4 separate regions of the Mus musculus genome follow, and all the other regions are linked to region 1. Evidence: chromatin contacts called from public Hi-C and HiChIP or PLAC-seq data. All regions are on one chromosome and are shown on one strand. The core of a region is the stretch at or near the end of the contact, and the rest is flanking DNA. Distances in the headings are between cores, read along the strand shown.

Region 1 (2,794 bases), core at 99-2,598:
CAGCCCCATCCCCACCGCCACCCTTGTTTCCCCTCTGAATGTTACAGGGCGTTGCCGAGTCCAGTCCATTTGAGGGAGTGGAGTGAGTTTCTATCTCCTGGAAAGGGACATGCATGGTTTTCGAATTCTCCTGAAAAGAATTCCCATCTCCTCTACTTACTATGCAGTCCTTAGTGTAGCACAAGAAAAGGACATTTGTTGACCAAGGAAAAAGTCACAGCTGCTCTTAGAACATGACATAGTGTGTAATAACCATCATGGCCGGGCCTGAAGAGGTATTAGAAACTAAGACAAGAGCCCACGTGTGAGACACATGAGTGGCTATGGTGGGCTGTCCTCCCCTTTGCCAGAGGGCTGGCTTCTGCCACTAGGGTCTTCATTTTGATTTCCTCCTAGCCTGAAATAGCTGCTGCCTCTGGTGGCCTGGGTGTCTCCATCCTATGCTCCATGGTTCTGTATCACTCAGGGCATCACACAACCATGACTGAAGGTCACCCGGCCCAGATTCTCAAGAGACAGAAACTCCTTTTGTCAGCCCGGACTTTTGCTTCATTCTTCTTGGACCAATTGTCTCCTTGTGCCCATCTGTGTGGCCAGAAGTAGGGTGGAAGTACTTCCTCCTTATCAGGATCCTAGGGAGGAGTCAACTCTGAAAGGAGGGAGGACAGCAGGGTGGCGCTACAGAGTGCTCCTCTTGTGACTTCTCCCTGAGATGAGTCTTGTTCCTAAAATAGCAGCAGAAACTGCATTTGTATCAAAGCTTGCACATGGATTCCTTGCTCCACAAGTTCTAGGCCCTTCTTCATTTTCTAGTGTCTTGACATTGCTTTCTCAAACTCGTAGAGCAGGCAGAGTTAGCCATGGGCTTGTGTCCTCCTTTCCTGTCCTACCTGTTGTCCCCAGAGGCTGTCAAGATCTTCCTCAGAGTACGGCTTTAGGGAGGTGGACCGGGTATGTTTCCAAATTGAAGTTTCTAAGTTAGCTTCCTCTTCAAGATTACATTGAGGGACTCTGAGAAGTTCAGAATTCCCTGACCCAGACCTTCATGAGCATGAACATGGCAGCAGGAAACAAGAAAAGTCCAAATTGGGTAGCATAGCTGAGGCACACTGAATAAGAGAGTTGGTAGAGATGGGAGCAGAACTAGGAAAAGTGAGTATGGCTTGGGGTCATGTGGGCTTGCCACAGCAGTGAGAACAAAGAAAGACCAGCTGTCCTGAGCTAAGCTAGATGCTCACGTGCTGGGAGCTGTGATCTTCATAGCTAGAGGCAGCCAACCCCGGTGAGAAGGAGTGGGAGGAATTGAGGAACTGGTGCCTTCATCGTGCCCTCCCTTCTGCTCCCCTCCAAATACTTTCACTGACTGACTCAGTTCAGAAGTCAGGGGGTGGCTTGCTTCTGATCCAGTCCATTGCAAGCAGCCGCCTGGGGAAGGAGCCAGATGGAGAGTGGGCGTTATGGCTCGAGGTGCGTTCAGCAGGTGTCCGGCACAAGTCAGACAGCAGTGTTGTAGCTGAAGGTCAAGCACTCCCTTCTAACTCCAATCACTGTCTTCTTTTTACTTCCTCACAGTGCAGCCTTCTCATACTGTCTTACCCCGAGCAGCTCCAAGACTCCTTGAGTGTCACAGACAGGAGGAACAGATGATGGTTATAGAAACCGTAAGGGGCCCATTTGGGCCTGCCTTTCACATTGTTTAGGAAAGAAAGACTTGACCCCTTTCTCCTGCCTTTCTTGGGTTTTCTCCCAGGTCTAGAAGCCCAGAGTCCATCTCATCCAATACCTTGTGGCCTTGCTTTTCCGTAGTGAGCTTTGGAGAACAGCTCCTGATGGGCACAGGAAGGTCCCCCACAGTTTTTGAGTACATATGCAATGTGGACAAAACCAGTCTCACTTTGCTTTCTGAATGAGGCTCATTTTTCAGAAAAGTGATTTCTTTGAGGCTGCTGTTACCACGGTCAATTGAAAACGAGGAAGCTGTTCTCAGAAATCTCTCCTGAGCCTTGGAATAGAATTGGAAACCACAGTTCTCCTTCAACTAAAACATTCAGGGAGCTGGCAGAGCTAATCAGGAGGGGTGGGAGAGCAATGGTTTGGGTAAGGGGTGGCAAGTCAGGAGCTGGGCCAGGACAGCGGAACAACAAGGTTCATAGTTTAGAAGAAAGGGAATGCTCTGAGGTTTCCATGGAAATAAAGTACATTTCCACCTGAGCTGCTTGGATGGTAAAATAAGCAGAGGGTTAGACAAGCTGGGAGACAAATGAGCACACAGTATGGGGTCCAGGCAGCGATAGGTTAGCAAGGGCAGAGCAAGACTGGACTCTCCTGCCTAAGAGCAAGTCACTGGAAATAGCCATCACCATCTCTGCTTTAAGAAGAGGAGGTAGGAAGTCGCTCAAAGCTATGGGTAAGACCTGGGTGACACACTCTAGGCTTTCAGCCGGAGTATTCTATTAACCATTTAGTCACCAGTGCAGCTTCAGCTCTGAGGATGAGAATATCCAGTATCTCCCAGGGATGGAGAAATAGCTCAGCTGGTAAAGTGCTTGCGGTGCAAGCTAACTATAATCCCCTGAACCTACATAAAACAAAAGCTACCTATGGTGACTCCCGTGTCAATTCCAGCAGTGTGGAGATAGATGGATTTCTGGGGCTTTCTGGCCAGTCAGCCTAGCTCGATTGCTGACTTCTAGGCCAGAGAGAGAGATTGTCTCAAAGACAATGGGTAGCACTGAGGAACAGTGCCAAGGCTGGGCTCTGGCAGGTCAACATATGTATACAGCTCTGCCCCATA
Region 2 (2,794 bases), core at 204-2,703, 200 kb after region 1:
TTGTAACATATTTCAAAGAAAACTCAAGGGAATCCAGCCACTGTGGAGAACAAAGGCTCTGAGGTTAGACTACCGACTTTAAACCCACTGCTTGCTCGATTCTTCCTATTCTGACCTTCTGTAAATAACCTCGTTCTTAGTACGCAACAGCAGAGAGCGACATGCTCCCCTCCTCTAGGGTGAGGACTGAACGAGATTTGAAAACCGTTAGTACATCTATAAAGTGAACATCGATGACATTCTGTTGCATTAAAGAGCACTCCGTCAAGACTTGACAATAAGATGACACCCCAAAACCTCTGGGGCACAAAAGGAAACATTTGTGATAATTAACGGGGTGGTGACTATCAGTCTTCAGTGAGTTTTGTCAGTCAGCTTGACTCTGGAGTGGTGTCACCTAAACACGATATTCGTAAAGATTATTAGTAACTACCTCAGCCCTCTCTCCATGATGGCCACAGTTTACAGCTTGCTCCTCTCAGTCTTGTGAATTTCCCTCAAGGAATCTGACAGTTCCTTAATCAATATCCAGTTTCCTTCTGGAATGGGCAGCTGCTGGATTCTGGTGGCAAAGTGGGAATAAAGTGGGAATACAGTGGGAACACCACCGTTTTCATTGTTCCTTCCTGTACAGGGTGATCAGCTTCAGAGTGTCGCATAGTGACAGAGTTTATAATGACCACGGCCCTTTTCAACCCATTGTAAAACTTCTATACTGTCTGTTAGGCCTTGTTTAAGTCAGCAAATTTGTGGATCAGAAATACATCCCTCAGCAAATGGCAATAGTGCCGACTGGATTTCAGCAGCGTTTGTTTTACCAAACTATTGTTTGGGGTTTTTTTGTTTTGTTTTGTTTTTTAGGTTTTTTTTTTTTTTTTTTTTTTTTTTTGTTCCTCCCCCAGAGAGAAGAAAGCCAACCAAACTCATGACCTTTCAGGGTCATAAGCATAAACCTCAATAGGAAGTTATTGTACTTCCATTCTCAGCGTAAAGGATGTAAGGCCATTAATTTAGTGAGCACTGGAGATAAGAATCAAGCAGGAAATGACTTCTTATATGATGTCATCCAGGCCCCTGGAGGAGGAGAAGCAGGTGGGGCATGTCCTTTGTGTGATCTCTCACAGATCCGCCCTAGCCTTCCGAGCAGAAGAGCCGATAGTGTAGATAGTATAATTACAAATCACCTTGATACCAGTTGCCCTATTGTGTCACTGTCGTTCTTAAAGGACTAACACTGCCAGCAAGAAGGGCAGGGAGAAAGGGAAGAAAGAGAGGAGGAAGGAAGAACTCTTCTTAGTAACATAGACTTGTAGATGCTGGATATTTCCAAGGCTTTTATATTCTGAGTTAATATGCTTGTGGTGGTTTGTGGTTGTATGGGAGGGGGAAGTCTTTTTGTGTTTTGGTCGGGTTTTTGTCGTTTTGAAACAGGTCTTACAATATAGCCCAGACTGGATTGAAAGCCACAGTCCCCCATCCTCCTACCTCAGCCTCGTGACTACTGAGGTCAGACACGTGTGAATTACTGTGCCCCACTCTGGGAATCATCTTTTTATTATTGTTGTTCTTAAGACAAGGTCCATTAATCCCAGGCTGGACTCAAACTCACTGTGTAGCCAAGAGTGTCCTTGGACTCCTGACCCTCCCTCCGATCTCTTACCTCTTACGTACCTGGGTTACAGGCTCCCACCAACAGGACCAGCTCGATTTTAATATGGCTCTTTCTGGCTTAGAGAGTATGAAGGGTGATACTCCGTGTAAATCAGTTGGGCGCCTTTAGTTATTAAGCACGAGAACACAGGAGAAAAATAAAATGGGTTCAAATTCTAGTTTATGGCTGGACAGTTATGGAGCCTTCTTCATCTGCCAAATAGACTAGTTAATATCTAACTGGAAAGGTTTGGGTAAGTACTACCCAGGCAAGGAACAGATGGGTCGTCACTCAAGAACTTGCAGTAACTTCCTCCCAGGACTGCTTAGAAAAGAGCATTTTGACGGGTTTTTAAAGGTGGTATAGGGCTGGAGAGATGGCTCAGTGGTTAATAGCACTGGTTAATAGCACTGGCTGCTCTTCCAGAGGTCCTGAGTTCAAATCCCAGCAACCACATGGTGGCTCACAATCATCCATAATGAGATCTGATGCCCTCTTCTGGTGTGTCTGAAAACAGCTACCGTGTACTTACATGTAATAAAGAAATCTTTAAGAGAAAAATAAAAGGCGGTATTCACGACAATTTTACTTTCTCAGTCCTCGTTGAGTCTGTAGCTAAGTAACATTAAGCGAGTTAACACTGCTTTGCTGCTTGCAAAATTAAAACCCTAAAGATCTCTGCCCATCCACCATTTGTTCCTATTCTTCTGTCGTCTACCCCGGCAACTATGATCTTACTTTCTGTGCCTATGGATTTGACAGTTCCAGGCACCTTATGCTACCTGCTGAAACGGTGTGATTGGCTTATTTCAGATAGTCTATTGTTGAGATTACCCTTTGAAAATTGATAAACATTTGTTCTCAAGCGAAAGCTTGGGTCACTATGCTTTCTATTGCATAATTGTCTGGCTATTTACCTAAAAGCAGACATGTCCAGAATAGAGGTGTCCAAAATAGAAATGCCCAGAATAAAGGTGGTCCATTGTAATAGGACAGTACACAGTTGCAACGGATGGATTTTATTCAAATATAATCATCAACTGTCAATTATTTGCTGTGTACTGGCATTTGTATCTTAGCCCCTTTAATGATTTGTAAGTTCCTAGAAATTGAAGAATGTCTGGTATTTATAAGTTGTATGTT
Region 3 (2,794 bases), core at 201-2,700, 170 kb after region 1:
TGAACTCAGGTCCTCAGAAACTAGAGGAAGTACTCTTAACCCCTGAACCATCTCTTCAGCCATGCACAGTTCTCTTATGATGTGTTTGTTCCACTGGAATGGGACGTTCATGAGAAGATGCCACATATGCCTTTCCTGCCCCCAAATCCCCAGCACTTACAACAATATCAGGCCCCAAATAAAGACTCAAAAAGTTCTTAGGTGAAGAAATAAAGTAGGTCTTTGAGCATTGTTAATGTTCCTTCATTTTTATATTTTGTTTTCCTTAAATAGATTGTTAATTCCTGGAGGACAAAGGTCCCATTCACCTGTGCAAATCCAGCACTTGGCACATTTGAAGCACTCAGTTCTTCTACTGAAGAAACTCCCCCTCCTTTGTAGCTTGGTTCTTGGACTGAGCTTGGTGCTAACAATGTCCAGTAGGAGAGATAAAGGACTCTGGGTGGTTAGTAATCAAAGGAAAGGGCTTATGAAACCCACAGGACAGTTATAATCCCTCCTGGGCCTGTTTGTCTCTTTTCCTGTTGGTTTTGGGTGTCTAAAATTTTCTAGAATTAACACTGAAAGAAGGCTATCCAGCAGAAAATCTGCTATATTAATTACATCATCTTCCTCTGGGAGTTGAAATATGCTGTCTGGGTTTGAGTGGGGGAAAAATTGAATTTGTACCTTGAGTTCAGATAAATTATAAATTCGAATTTCTCATGTCTACTTAAAATTTCAGATCAGTAGTCCTTGGGTTAGAATGTGATTTTTAAATGATTGCCAAACTGCACTGAATCTAATGGTTGGGATTATATATACCTCATAATAATGTTTCTCACCCTATCTAATACATGATAAATAATATACACATTATTTATTGATTAAACAAAGTAGTAATTGGTGGCTGAGGATGGAGAACAGATAAAACATGCCCAATGGTACCTGACACAGTTTCCATGACTTTTCTCTCTATTAGTTTCCTTTAACAATTTGGGAACCATTCCTTTTAATACTATTTCAGCTAGCAAGGTTTGAAGCAAGGTGAATGAGAGGAATCTCCTAGAATTCTAACATAGGCAAGGACCCAAAGCTGCCAGACCACATGCAGACTGACACCTGTCACTCACTTTTCTAGCAACCCTCACCATCCTCCAGCCTCTACACAGCTCCAGCTGCCACATTCGGCTACCTGTACAATCTCCAAATAGGCAGCCTTTCTTCCTCAATGTTTGATTACAGAACCCAATCTCTCTTAAATTCTACATTTCTTACATTTAGAAGCTTTTAAAGACTTAATCACACCCGGGACTATGCCTTACATGATAACCATCCGTATATAGCAATGATTTATGCAGGGACTTTCCTTGGTTAGGAAATCCTATCTGACCTCTGGGTGTGACAAGGCTGTGTGAGAGTTCTGCCTATCAAAAAGAAACTCTGGTTTTGGAAATTTCGCAAACAGATCAACAGAAAGAATAGAGAATTGTGGGAAATTCAAGACAGGCTTTCAAGCCACATCCCCAAATCATCAAATCCTCGGCTTATGATGTAATTTTTTTTAAAAAGCTTCCAATTTTTCTCAGTCACATGATATTCTTATTTCCTCATGGAGTAGAGCATGTGAATAAGAACTGAGAGAAGAAGTGAGCCAACACAATGTAGAGCAGTGTGGTAGAGGAGGCGACACGAGTGAAGAAGAGTCAAAGGGAGAGAGGGAAACTAACTCAGGAGAAACGTCGACTGACCTCCCTTCTTCCCCAGTCCATGAAGATTGTACCCCAACCCACCACTATCTTTTCACACTACTGCTGGGTACCAGTTGTCCTGGAGCAAAGTTAATTTAATGTGAAAGTCAGGAAAAGTGACCAGAACTCTCCTGTGCAGGCTGGGCTACTCCATGTGCCAGCATCCAAATAGGTTATAGTCTCAGGAATGGGACAGAAACACCTCCTGGGATGTCATAAAGAAATTGATAAAACCATTCTCATGTTTTCTCACAGCTAGAGTCTGGCAACTATTCAGGCCCCAGAGTGCAATGTGAAGAGCATCAGACACAGGATGCCAAAATTCATATGTGTTGAGTGTATGTATAACCAGAGAAGTAAGTAGATAGATGAATGGATGGATGAATGGAAAATGGATAGTCAGAAGTAGATCGGCCAGTGTGGCGATATGCTGGTAACTGTTTAATGTCCAACTCTTCACAATCAAGTCTTGAGTTGCAATGGTTGTCACTGATATCATTTTCATGGTATGCATAGTCCCACCATGGCCTGTTTCAAGCTATTGCTCAATGCAGATACAGCACCTGCTGCAGCACACCCGAGAGACATGGGATGGGTGAGTGAACGTTAGTTACCTTTCTGTTGCTGCCATACAACACCATGACCAAATTTGACTTATGAAAGAAAACATTTATTTTGGCTTACAGTTTAAGAGAAATGAGAGGCCATCATGGCAGGGAGGCCTGGCAGCAAGTGACTGGCACGGCAAAGGGAGCAGGAAGTCGAGAGAGAACCGGACATGGAACAAAGCTACTCTCAAAGCTCACACCCACTGGCACACTTTGGCCAGGAAGGCCACACCTCCTGTTGTGGTTTGACTAGGTATGGCCCCCATAGACTTATGTGTGTGAATGTTTGGCTTGTAGGAATGGCACCATTAAGAGGTGTGACCTTGTTAGAGTATGTGTGGCTTTGTTGGAAAAAGTGTGTCACTATTGGTGAGGGCTTTGAGGTCTTCTCATAGACACTCAAGCTCCAGCCAGTGAAAAACATAATCTCTCCTGGCTCCCTGTGGATCGCGATGT
Region 4 (2,794 bases), core at 139-2,638, 140 kb after region 1:
CTAAACAGAAATAAATAAAATATAGGAGGAAATGATTAATTTGAAAAGAGAGAGAGAATTGCTGAACACCTGCATATCTCTCCACACAAAGTCCAAGCATTGCTTAAACATAATCGCTCAGATCAGGAGGTTAATGCGGGGGTCTCTGACTCACTCTCCATTCACAGGGGTCAGCGTACTGAGAACAAATGCCCTCTCTCTGATTGATAGAAGGGCACTGAATGTGCTGGCTGCAACATTCCTCCACAGACAGGAGCTCACACGTCCTCCTCTGCACCCCTACTATATGTCATGTGCAAGGCAGCCATTGGTGGAACTACTGTTAGGAGAAAGAAGGGGAGGGTGAAACTTGGATCCCCAGGCCATTAAGAGCTGTCATATTTCTACTGCACTAGGGTTCCATATCACTACCCCCAATTACCCTCCAGTTTCAGATGTCTCTCTCCATACTCTCTTCCTCTATCCTTCCCCCTACCCATGCCCACCAGCCCCAAGTCTACCCAAGAATATGTCCTAGTTCCCCTTCCTAGAGAGATTCACGAGTCCCCCTTAGAACCTCCATTGTTACTTAGCCTTTCTGGTATCTTGGGAGGCTCAGAGAGACTGAAGCAGCCATCATGGAGCCTGAACGGGTCTGCCCCAGGTCCTCTGCATACATGTTAAGTTTGTTAGCTTGGGTTTTTGTGGGACTTCTAACAGAGGGAATGGGGGTGTCTCTGACTCTTCTGCCTGCTCTTGGCACCCTTTTCCTCCTACTTGGCTGCCTTGCCCAGCCTTGATGTGGGGGTTTGCTCCTAGGCTTATTGTATTTTGTTATGTCATGTTCAGCTGATATCCCTGGGAGGCCTGCTCTTTTCTGAAGAGGAACGGAGGAGCTGATCTGGGGGGAGAAGGGAGGAAGGGAGGACTGTGAGGATCGGAGGGAGGGAAAACTGAGGTTCACATGTGTTGAAAAAAATGAAAGAAAAGAAAGAAAAAAATAGCTACACTGTCTCGTTGCTGCCTCAAAACTGTTAGACCTAACACTGGGTATTTACAAGGTAACTACTTAATAAACAAAAGTGTAAATTCACAGTAGTTCCGAGAACTGTACTGTTAAATATAATGAGTGTATTCGTTGAAGGCATAGTTTATAAACAAGCTGTGTGTCGGAACGTTCACAGCAGATGAGGCAAGCTCTGGCTCAGTGAATCAAGTCAGCAACTCCAGCCGATTGATGGATCGATGAAGCACTGATCTTGAGACCCCCCCCCCCCCTTAAAGGCATCTGGGGCAGAGGCTCCTCAGCCTTTTACAATTCTTCCAACCACCAGTCCCTGCCTGCAGGAGGAAGTAGCAAGCACAGTGTGGAGGCCTCACAGCAGGAGGCTGACTGGAAACAAGATGTGGTCTTGTTCTGTGTTTAGATTTCTGCTCCTGCTCAGGAAGGGCACTTCCTCTCGCTTTGGTTAGAGCCAAGTATCACATTCTGGATGGTGAGAATTGTGATCATCTCGGCACAGGAAAATGTGAACTGAAGAGCTTTTGGGACACGCATCTTAGCTGCAGGCAGGGACTGGGGACTGTGTTTGCTACAACGTTTTCTGCTGCGAGACCCAGTGGGAGTTGGAAACCTTTTTTGATTTCTGTGCGGTATGTTGTATTTGGCAAGACCCTCCCGTTAGGGCTGTTTGGGTGTTGAATAACTTTTTATGGTCTTTAGAAGAGAGTAAAATACTTAAAAGCTTCAAGCCTCTCCTTCTCCCCCTCCCTCCTCCACCCCCACCCCCCACTGTGGTTATCTCAGGACAAGAAGCAGCAGTGGGCACTGGCTGAGAATTGACAGAGCACAGGTTTGAAGCAAACATAGCCTTCGTCTGTTTCACTTCTATAAGGGTATTCACCAGCAGACTGTCTTCATCTATTGTAAAGAAGGAAAAAGTTAGTTCCTAGAAGAATATTGTACATTTCAAAAGAGCATCCAGGATGGGGAATAGAGATGAAGATCAAAGATGGAAGAGGTCCATACTCACATCCTCACACTCCAACAAGGAGCCAAGAATTTGAGGTTACATAGTAAGTTTGAGGCCAACCTGCAGTACCTAAGACCCTGTCTTAAACAGCTATAAAAACAACAAAAGACTATTAAAGTCATATCTCTTATAGAGAGTATCAAAATTTTGGCTTCTGTTTAAAACAATTTTTCTGTGCCCAACACTAGCAGAAACTAACACACACACAAACAAAACAAACAAACAAACAAACAAAAAACCCCAACTCCCAGTGTTTCAACATGCGCAGTTTGTTTATTCTCTCCTACATCTTAATTTGGCATTTTTGTTCAAGTACCAAATCCAGTAAGTGTTATTTAAATAGAAAGAGAAAAAAAAACACTAATAACTGCCAGAAAACCATTTCCCAGCCAGCTAGCCAAACCACAAGCATCCAAAGATATGATTTCATTTTTAATCACATAATGAGCCAAAGAATATCAAGTAGAAACATAAAAGAGAGAAAAAATTCATTTATCCTAAACCTCTGTCAAAGATTTCCAATATTGGGTTATTTGATGATAGTTGCTGATCAAGGATGGCATCAGAGCCTGCATAAGGTGCTAGCATCAATGAATGCTAGAACTGAGCATGCGCAATGACCACTCGAACTGAGCATGCGTAATGAACACTTGCCCGGAGCATGTGCTCTTTTGCTTCCGTCATCTGCAAAATGGATCCCCTGAGCCGGCCAGTGGTGGCGCATGCCTTTAATCCCAGCACTCGGGAGGCAGAGGCAGGCAGATTTCTGAGTTCGAGGCCAG

What was found. A called contact is a pair of places that touch in the nucleus more often than the background predicts. HiChIP or PLAC-seq counts read pairs in DNA pulled down with a chosen protein or histone mark.
Region 2: a Hi-C map of bone marrow-derived macrophages shows a contact between it and region 1, with 34 read pairs. The contact joins two enhancer-like sites. A contact is called at or near these places in 2 of 484 Hi-C or Micro-C datasets (bone marrow-derived macrophages and nephron progenitors), 5 of 115 datasets of contacts at active chromatin or transcription factors (double positive thymocytes, embryonic basal ganglia, embryonic stem cells and 2 more) and 1 of 9 other capture datasets (embryonic stem cells).
Region 3: a Hi-C map of bone marrow-derived macrophages shows a contact between it and region 1, with 27 read pairs. The contact joins two enhancer-like sites. A contact is called at or near these places in 1 of 484 Hi-C or Micro-C datasets (bone marrow-derived macrophages), 2 of 115 datasets of contacts at active chromatin or transcription factors (bone marrow-derived dendritic cells and microglia) and 1 of 9 other capture datasets (embryonic stem cells).
Region 4: a contact with region 1 is called in an H3K27ac HiChIP or PLAC-seq map of microglia, with 4 times the contacts expected there. The contact joins two enhancer-like sites. A contact is called at or near these places in 2 of 484 Hi-C or Micro-C datasets (bone marrow-derived macrophages and cerebral cortex) and 2 of 115 datasets of contacts at active chromatin or transcription factors (microglia and neural progenitor cells).

The regions. Positions count from the first base shown.
Region 1 is chr13:113,377,828-113,380,621 of GRCm38.p6, forward strand. No RefSeq gene overlaps it. Among named protein-coding and RNA genes, the nearest start is that of Gm41070, 15 kb to the left of the region's middle. Within about 2 kb of position 1,349, at least 65 of the 459 cell types and tissues checked have an H3K27ac peak or open chromatin away from gene starts, as enhancers often do. A contact at or near this core is called in bone marrow-derived macrophages, cerebral cortex and microglia, where this site is marked.
Region 2 is chr13:113,579,093-113,581,886 of GRCm38.p6, forward strand. No RefSeq gene overlaps it. Among named protein-coding and RNA genes, the nearest start is that of Snx18, 38 kb to the right of the region's middle. Within about 2 kb of position 1,454, at least 94 of the 459 cell types and tissues checked have an H3K27ac peak or open chromatin away from gene starts, as enhancers often do. A contact at or near this core is called in bone marrow-derived macrophages, where this site is marked.
Region 3 is chr13:113,546,636-113,549,429 of GRCm38.p6, forward strand. No RefSeq gene overlaps it. Among named protein-coding and RNA genes, the nearest start is that of Gm34471, 9.3 kb to the left of the region's middle. Within about 2 kb of position 1,451, at least 19 of the 459 cell types and tissues checked have an H3K27ac peak or open chromatin away from gene starts, as enhancers often do. A contact at or near this core is called in bone marrow-derived macrophages, where this site is marked.
Region 4 is chr13:113,513,908-113,516,701 of GRCm38.p6, forward strand. All of the region lies in intron 2 of Gm34471 (a long non-coding RNA gene), which reads right to left. Among named protein-coding and RNA genes, the nearest start is that of Gm34528, 12 kb to the right of the region's middle. Within about 2 kb of position 1,389, at least 71 of the 459 cell types and tissues checked have an H3K27ac peak or open chromatin away from gene starts, as enhancers often do. A contact at or near this core is called in bone marrow-derived macrophages, cerebral cortex and microglia, where this site is marked.